2 separate regions of the Lactuca sativa genome follow, and region 1 is linked to region 2. The links are chromatin contacts, called in public Hi-C maps. All regions are on one chromosome and are shown on one strand. Each heading gives the region's core, a stretch centred on a gene start, on an enhancer-like site or on the middle of the called end of the contact. The rest is flanking DNA. Distances are from core to core; before and after follow the strand shown. Region 1 holds the start of LOC111917169 (probable pectinesterase/pectinesterase inhibitor 6). Region 2 holds the start of LOC111917306.

Region 1 (4,524 bases), core at 449-2,948, 200 kb before region 2:
CAAGAGCAAGAGTTAGTGTTGGTGGCTGCGTAACGTACAAAATTTTGCCATTTATCATAATTTTATAGTTTTGAATTGTTACGTTATTGCTTCTCTGAAATTTATGGACAATTTTTTAACATGCATATACCCGATACCATGTCAAACGTTCTGACTGAAAATTATTATTTTTGTTCACTAGACAACATTTCAAACCAAAGCAAATGCAATAAATCTTCATCTATTCTTACAAAAATATTGAACAAAAAAACTTTTCTTACCACTACAACTACCACTACCAAGCAACATTTATTTGTCTCTAAAAAATCATTTAAATACCAGAATCAAAAGGAATTCCAGTCTGTGGGATCCATGAATCTCCAGCCAAAAAGTTCCTAACAGAAAACTGCTCCGCCTCTTGATCACCGGTCAAAACATGGAACCCCGGCCACCTCACCCTACCGGAGGTGTTCGCACCCTCCCCTGAGTTCATAGCCTCTGCGTAATACAATTTATCAAAAGCAGAGCTATCCCGATACGGCATCCACCCTTGGGGATCAATCAAGCTATCGAGATTACACTTCACAAATACAACCCTCGAGTAGTCCCTCCATGGCCGGCCTAGAAAGTTCTTGACTGATCCATCGGCTAGGGTTAACCCAGGGGCGGCCGTGACCTGCGAATTGTGAATAACAAACCCTGTTGCAGAACTTGAATCGGTTCTTCCTTGAGCCGTTATCGTGTTTTGTTGGCCAAACAATGGCTTTCGGAGATAGATGTTACAGTCTTGGAGGACGGCGATAGCGTCACCGAAGATGAAGTCGACGGTTCCATAGATGTCACATTCGCGATAAAATTGACGCTGTTGGAAGAGGCAGAGGGTATCTTGGTAGCCTTTGAAGCTACATCGGAAGAAAGCCGAGAGATCTGAAGCCGAGAGAAGCGCCACCGCTTGTAGTTTCTCCGGACCGGCGGTGTTCTCGAATGTAATTCCAATCGCAACAAAACCGGAACCCCAAATCTCTGCACATTTCAGTTTTTGAATTAAATACTAGGATAGATAAACTCATAAACCAATAATAAACTGCAATTTATTTGTATTTTTTGTATACATAACAAAAACGTATTTTAGAATTAATAAAATACTCGTATGTAACTAACATTCACAAGATATTTCTATTTTTTTTTTCTAAATAATGATAACGTATGTATAATTTTTCTTACCTATAATAAACATGTATTTTCTTTTGTTACCAAGTACATGTCAGAAATAAAGTATATTTTGGCAGTAAATCTAAGTTGCCAAAAATATTGATAAAAAGTAAAGTATATTACCAAATAATGTAAATTGAGTAATGAAAAAATATACGAGAATAAAAATTTACGGAAGGTTGCGGTGTTATAAGTTTCATATCCATCGTTGACGTTTTTATTGTTGGTTATAACTGTTGCATCAATGCCTTCTCCAATAAGTGTCAAATTGTGCATTGACGAATTGATGATGACATTTTCTATATAAACACCAGATTTCACGTATATAATAAATCTATCAGTTCCAGTTCTTCGATTTTCAGATGCTTTGATGGCTTCGACAACGGTTGAAAAATCACCAGAACCATCTTGAGCTACGACCAAATCTACTTGTTTTATTTCTCCTCCTTCGGCTAATTGTATGAGTCTATCATCACTCGTCATGGACAAGTTATGAGCTTGACTCATTGACGCCTTGATTTGAGATTCATGAGACTCGAATTTAGGAACAATGATTGAATTGCATAACTCGGGAAAAGGGGAATTGTAACAAATGATGCGTGCACAAGAGATCGATCTTGAAAGTACAAGTGTTGTAATGCTGTAAAAAAAAATAAGACATAATTCTGGCATTTTGGAAAATTATAAAGTCTGAATTTAGGTTATTTTTCATATTAATATGAACTTGAAGAAGCTATAGCATTTATGCCCATTAATTAATTCATGCGTTATGGATCCCGATGGTATAAGTTTTAAGAGCAACCATAATGGCCATAACAATGGCCTTATGTATAAATATATATATTTTTAAATATTTTTTTAGACACATCCTCATAAATAATCCCTGGAGTCTTTCATAATCTAGTATATAGTCCATAAGTTTACAAAACTTTATAGATGGTCCATATAGGTTTAGAACTTTTAAAAATTGGGCCCTCACCCGAAAAAAAGACTTATTTGTCATTTTTATTTTTATTTTATATTTTTCTTTAACTAAAACCATTTAAATAATTAAACTTAGACACACACATCTCTCTCTCTCTCTCTACTAAAACCATTTAAATAATTAACCTTAGACACACATCTCTTTCTCTCTCTCTCTCTCTCTCTCTATATATATATATATATATATATATATATATATATATATATATATATATATATATATATATATATATATATATATATATTCCCACAAAAAATCAAACAACCTCCTCTAATCCCCCCCCCCCCTAACTCCTCCCTATATCACAAAATACTTCTGAACGTTCTCCTCTCCACCATCCACTGTTCTTCACCCCAACTGATCTAGACGATAAGGGTCTATATATTCACCCCTTCCCTTTATCGCCCTTGGCCAATTTTGAGTGAGCCGCCGCCTAAGAACACTATTCTCTAGATCATCAGTTACTTATTTATTTGGTTTAATCGATCCAAATCGGAACAAAAAACACTCACTAGGACTCCAAACTCATGACGAATTCAAGCTATTACAAATGTATTCAATCACTTCGATAGAGATAGAAACCGTATGATATCTCTAGCAAAGCTGCAAGGTTGTGTCAAATTGATCTGGAATAGGATGTTGAATCGAATCGATGAGTATTTTGCATAGAAGGTTTGTTTTTTTAGATTTGGCTAGTATTCTTTTTTTTTTTTTCATCTGGGTTTATCTTTGTTGGTATTCGTTGGTTCGACCATCATCTTCATTTTCATCTTCTCAGAAAGTATAGTTGTATAGGGTAACATGGTGACATGCGACACCATTGATTCAATTGTACATATCAATTTGAAACCTAGCTCCAAAAATGAAAACCCGAGGAGCAAAAAAAGATAGAAAAACATGTTTAACAGAAGAATCTACAACTGGGATTGTTGAGAAAGAAAATGCAGCTAATTCCACTAAGAGATATGATGCTAAGTGTAGAAGGTACAATATTGATGAAATTAAAGAATCAAGGAAGATCAATGTAACGAACCAAATTTTCTAACATCTAATCTAATGGAATTATTAGAGTTTTATCTACAATATAGAATTCTACAAAAAATTAAAACACTTTAAATCCCAAGTTAAATCACGAGTTTACAATAAAATCTATTACATAAACACAACAACAAGGAAAGGTACTTTAAATAGCAACCTTGTCTAGGTCCTTGTGCTAAAGTCTTGTCACGTACCACATATGCTACCCGAACCTGCAAAACATGAAACATATCTACTACATCAGACCACATTTCTCGTAAGTTATATTCTAATATGATTTCATGTTTCATCTACCATTTCTTTCTTCTTTCTTCTTTCTCTTACTCTACAAACTAATCTGTTTCTCTAATAACACACACTACTATTCTTTCTCATCTTATCTAATCTATCTCTTATACTTTTTTCTCTTTACTTCTTCTTATTTCTCATCTTTTCATTTCTCTAATCTTCTCTTTTCTTTCTCATTTCATCTATCTCTTTTCTTCTATCTCCTCTCATGCCTCAACATTCTATTCTTTCATTCTCGTACTTTATCTTCTTCTATTCTTTTCTTTTCATATCTTACTCTCTCTTAGCCTCTTCTCAGGCTCATATTTTACTCTACACATATTCTATATTCTATTTCTTTCTTTTACATACTATATCCTTTCTAATATTTCTCTTATCTTCTCTATACTCTATGCATGCTCTTCTCCATATCTTACTCTGTTATTCTCATATCTCTGTCTCTTAGCATGCCTTCTCATACTCTACGTTAGGGACAAGATCCTTACAATATTCAAGATCCTCAAATATCCAGGATCCTCAATTACCTCAGGATCCTGACTAACTACCTTTATTATTTTTATTAATATTTATAACGGTCATATTTTGTCTATTACTTACACGTGTGCAGAAGTAGTCAAGGGAAGACCAATTCTCAACGTAGAATCATCTCAACAATGCTAAAGACCCGGAATACTTGTTCAAATAACATTTATGAAGCTGGTCATAGAGGATCCCAAAAATATCAGACATCTTGCAGAAGTAGTCAAGGGAAGACCAATTCTTAAACCTAAGCTTACACTGCGAAATTGTTTACTTATTTTTACTAAGAACTCCTTGTAATTACTATTTTTATATCAATAAAATCATTTAGGCATGTGATCATTATCACCTCCCAAGGTTTTGTATCGGAGATCCTAGCAAGGATTAAGGGTTTTCCTTGTAAACCATTTTGTCACTTTCTTTTATCATTTGCAATTACCTATTCTGATCATCAAAACCTCTCATTCAATTTGGTTGATTAACATTTAGGCAGTTTTTGACCA
Region 2 (4,582 bases), core at 723-3,222:
TCCAAGGGACGAGATTCGGTTCTTTAATGAAACTTGAGTTTATAACATTATGATTAAATAATGTAAGAGGATTTAGAGTTGTGTGTGGGTACCATTCTTCTGCAAAGATCATCGATTTTTCCGGATAGAGCTTGATATCTTTTTGCTTGTTTTCTCATTAATGATGGGACTTTTAACAAATCATTTGATCCGATATTTTCCAAATTTTGAAGCTCTTGTTCCAGCAATTTTAGTTTTGCAGAAACCCCGGATGAATCACCATCCACCTTCCAAGGGGATTCTCTCCTGATAAAAAAAAAAAAGGATTGATTTAGTTTTGACTTTTGATATGTCAAAAGAATCATGATTTATGATAGATATGTATTCAAATTCTAAAGCAAGATTACCTTGTTACATAGTGCTTCAAATCGTGAGCTTGTTCGACAGGTTCATATTGTACACCCTGCACAAATTAGCACTCGGAAAGTCAACCCAACTGGTCAACATTTAAGATTTAAGATTATCTTAATAAGTTAAGTTTTTCAACATATATTAAACCAGTCACTAGTGCAAAATATGAAAAAGACTAATGGGTTTCAATTACTTTGGCTTAAGATTTGACTTTAAATCATAAAAATAAAATGGAAATAATGGAAAATTGCATGGGGAGTGGTAGCCAGTGATGAGGTGGTCCAACTTTCATTCAAACTGCAAAACTGCAATTGATGAAATCAACCACCACCACCAAACAGAAATCGGGATTCCTAGTTATCATCCTAAATTCACAACTATAACATACAAATAATATCTTATTCAAGACGTTGAGTTTAATATGTATATAGAGACACTATTGCCAACCTGTAGCTGATAAAGACACCCATGATAAAAAGGTATCATTAGTTAAACCTAATTTTAATAATTAAAGAGATCAATAAGTAATTTAACTTCATGAAATTACTTCGTATCATGCAGCATTTGAAGTTTTGATGGACCATTCAGCTAAAAGAATGCATGTAATGAAGAACAAACATATGAACTTTAATGGAGATTAGCATTCAAAACCTGCCAAAGATTTGATCTTTCTGCCAAGAACTTGGAAACCTCGGAATTGGAAAACTCTGAAGATTTAAACATGGAATGCACATCATAAATCGAGCCCAAATCATCCACATTGTGAACCCCTCTTTCCATATAACAATCTCCCATAACACTGTTATTACCGTAATTGATATCATGCTTAAGGTTATGGTTATGGTTATGGTTAATCCCCTCATCTGAAACCCTTAATTTCCCATACCTAGACCCCAACATTTCTCCATAGAATTCTCCATCACCGTCGCCACCGTATCCTCCGCCATCATCCTCCCTATTCGTCATAAAATTCAGCAACTCATCTCTCTCACTCACTTCCCTTTTCAACTCATCAACCCTAATCTCGAGGTCCTCCACTTTAGCCCTCAAATTCGCAATCTCCTCCACGTTTTCGTCGATCTGACGGAGGAGGCGTTTCTCTTCTTGCTGCCATCCGTGGCGGTGGCTAGCGAATATCTCAACAACCCTAGCATTCGCTTTGGAATCCTCCTTTCTTCGCGAGTAGAGCTGCTCGAGTTGTTCTTCTGCTTGTAAGAGCCTTTTAGAGAGTGATTCGTCATGAGTTTGGAGAGATGTGACCAAAGCAAGCGATTGTTTAGGAAGGAACCCTAGAAAGATTGCGAAACTTATGCCTAAATAAGAGCAAAGCAGCTCTTCATAGCTCTGTTTGTGGTGTTGCTCATGGAGGTGGAGGTGATCTTGCGTAGCCATTGATGAAGAAAAAGGTTAAGAATTTTGGGATGTGTGCGGCAAATTTGTTGATATGATTGTGGTTTTTGAGTGGGATGGACTCCAGTGAGATGGCCTTTAGTATTTGATCCTGAATGAAGCAGTAGAATCCATGGAGTTTTTTTGTTTTCTACTGAATTAAGCAGGCTTTGCAAAAGCTTTTTGGCTGAGATCTTACAAAGTAGGTGTAGTAATAAAAGTGCCTTTTTTATAATGTTAAAGGTGACTTTTTTATAACAATTATGTTTCTGCAGTGTAACTTATTTTGCAAGGTGAAACAATTATTCCACCTCTTAAATCCGTATTCATTGGGAAAAAAAGAATTTAAAAAATCCATATTCATTGGAAAAAGTAATAAAATTAAAATATATGTGTATTTTTGTAAACATAAATAAAAATATGTGTATTTTGATAAACATATTTACAATTGTGAGTTGATTCCTATACACTAACTTAATAACTTTTTACCGTACAAACATTTTTTTATAAAATGATAATTTTGCTTTTTTTTTTTCATTTTAACAAACTTTACAATCTACCCCTCCCATCTAAAACTCATCCCAATATTCAAACACAAAACCATGAAAATGACTCTTCACTTCCTAACAACGCTCATTCGTCTTCTATCTCTGATTTGTTTCACCATCATCGTCGTCTGTTGCACCGTGTCGTCGCGTTCATCCACCGCCTCCATCTCGTTTGTCCATAGTCGTCGTCGATGACTTGCTTCATCATTGTTGGTTTGTGATCTTTTATTGTGATTCTATTTCCTCGGTTTGGTTTGTTCTTTTATATTTTGATATTGTGATTTTATATTCAATTTTTGTTTACTCCATTATCTTTGTCGATGCTAATATGATTATGTATTAAATTCTAGCCCTAATTCATACACTAAATTGTTCATGGTTTGAGACTTTTAACGAGCAAGTCATAGCTAATCAATATAAGGTATGTAATTTTTTTTCTTCATATTGTTTATATAAATTTGAGTTTCTTTGCAAACAAATAATTGTTTTAAATCGAGTTGTCATCATATTTTAAATCGAGCATTTATTTGATTTTTAGTCGATTAAGGTGAGTCTCCTCCCATTGTTTGGCGGGTCGAAGGCGCCAATACCGACTCATGGATTATTCTTATTTGTATGTTAACTGTCTGTGTAGCTCTTGCATGTGTTGTATGTGGTTGTATATATATCGGGCGGGGCCTGATGAGTATGTTGGGCGGGGCCCATCGCATGTTACTGATACATATGTTTCAAGCGGGGATCGATATCGGACGGGGCCCGAAGGTTGTCGGCTAAGGCCCATTGTATGTATGGTATGGAGTGTTTTGGGAAACTCAATAAGTTTTGTGCTTACAGTTTTCAATTTGTGTTTCAGGTACTTTCGGTTCCAATGGGAAGAGTTCGGGATGATCACATCGCACACACCATGATCTTTCGCTTTATTGACTCTTATGTATTTTGGATGATTATTGATACACTATGATTTTCTTATGGTTTTGATAAACACGTCTGGTTGTTTTATTTAATATAAAAACAAAAATTTTGGGTTCTGGGTTTTGGGATGTTGCAAGTTGGTATCAAAGCCTTGGTTTGAGAGATTCGGACATACTCTCGGGTGTGTCTGAAGTTAAAATGAGGGTTTGATAGATTTTTCAATAAAAGAAATGTTTTAATTAAAGGATTTTCTAATAAAAGAACGGGTGTGGTACATGCACTCGACCGAGCTCAAGTAAGTTTTCCCAAAATACTCATACATGTTATATTTGATATGCTTTGAATTATGAATTTAAGAACTGCATGCTAAGTTAGGGCTAAGGATCTACTCAGGATTGCATGATAGAATGCTAGGAGAAATGCATTTATATGCCTACTATATGAGCTTATAGACTTGTATGTTAGTACTGGATCGGTCAGTGGGGTGAATGTTCATAAGGATTGTAAGTATTTAGGATTGGGAAGTTTTTAGGAATGATACACAAATACATGCATTGCGGTCTTAGGATAATGGATGGGTTTAAAATAGATTGTTTTATGCGATATTGGTAAGTTAAAAAACAGTTTGCTTGGGGGCAAGCAAATGTTAAGTATGGGGTATTTTGATATGTGCATATTTAGTCATATATTCCATTCATTATCTTAATATTTATGCTATATTATTCTTATTATATAACAAAAGGTACTTATTATGTTTAATATATGCTATATAGCATAATAGACATGCTCAGAAGCAATATGGAAGCTGGAAGCAGGAAAATGCGAGTTTAGGCAAGAGGAAGACACAAAAAGAATGTTGTTAGAGAGCTTCACCACTTGTCAGTATTTTGGCTATATCTCATGAATCGTAAATTCGATTGACGAGGTTCAAAATGATCTGAAAACTAGACAAATTTTCGGACGACTTTCGTGTTTTGAGAAAATGTTGATTCCTAGCTACCACGATGTGGTGACACCACCACGATGTGGTAAATCGAAACTTAGCGATCGTTGAGCTGACTTGAAGAATACATAATTTCTATGAAGACCACGATGTGGTGACATTTACCACGACGTGTTGGCCATATTTTAGGCAAGTGTGTGTGTGTGTGTGTGTGTGTGTGTGTGTGTATATATATATATATATATATATATATATATATATATCCGAACATTACGACAAAAACCCTCTGGAAAACCCTTAGAAGAGAATAAATTGATTAGAGCTCAATATTTGAAGAGATCTAGAAGAAAACACCATCAATTCATTTGGTTTGCTAGACTTTTATCATGTCTATTCTAGT

Evidence for each region. A called contact is a pair of places that touch in the nucleus more often than the background predicts.
Region 1: a contact with region 2 is called in a Hi-C map of bud, with 8 times the contacts expected there. The contact joins the promoter of LOC111917169 here to the promoter of LOC111917306 in region 2. A contact is called at or near these places in 2 of 4 Hi-C or Micro-C datasets (bud and leaf).

Annotation. Positions count from the first base shown.
Region 1 is chr3:31,688,446-31,692,969 of Lsat_Salinas_v11, reverse strand. It overlaps LOC111917169 (probable pectinesterase/pectinesterase inhibitor 6), which reads right to left and starts at 1,698. Exons shown (of 2, transcript XM_023912821.2): 1 at 1,365-1,698; 2 at 205-1,002. The coding sequence starts at 1,698. The coding sequence ends at 311. LOC111917304 reads left to right here. Exons shown (of 8, transcript XM_023913001.3): 8 at 1-86.
Region 2 is chr3:31,493,232-31,497,813 of Lsat_Salinas_v11, reverse strand. It overlaps LOC111917306, which reads right to left and starts at 1,972. Exons shown (of 4, transcript XM_023913004.3): 1 at 1,042-1,972; 2 at 387-442; 3 at 93-285. The coding sequence starts at 1,782.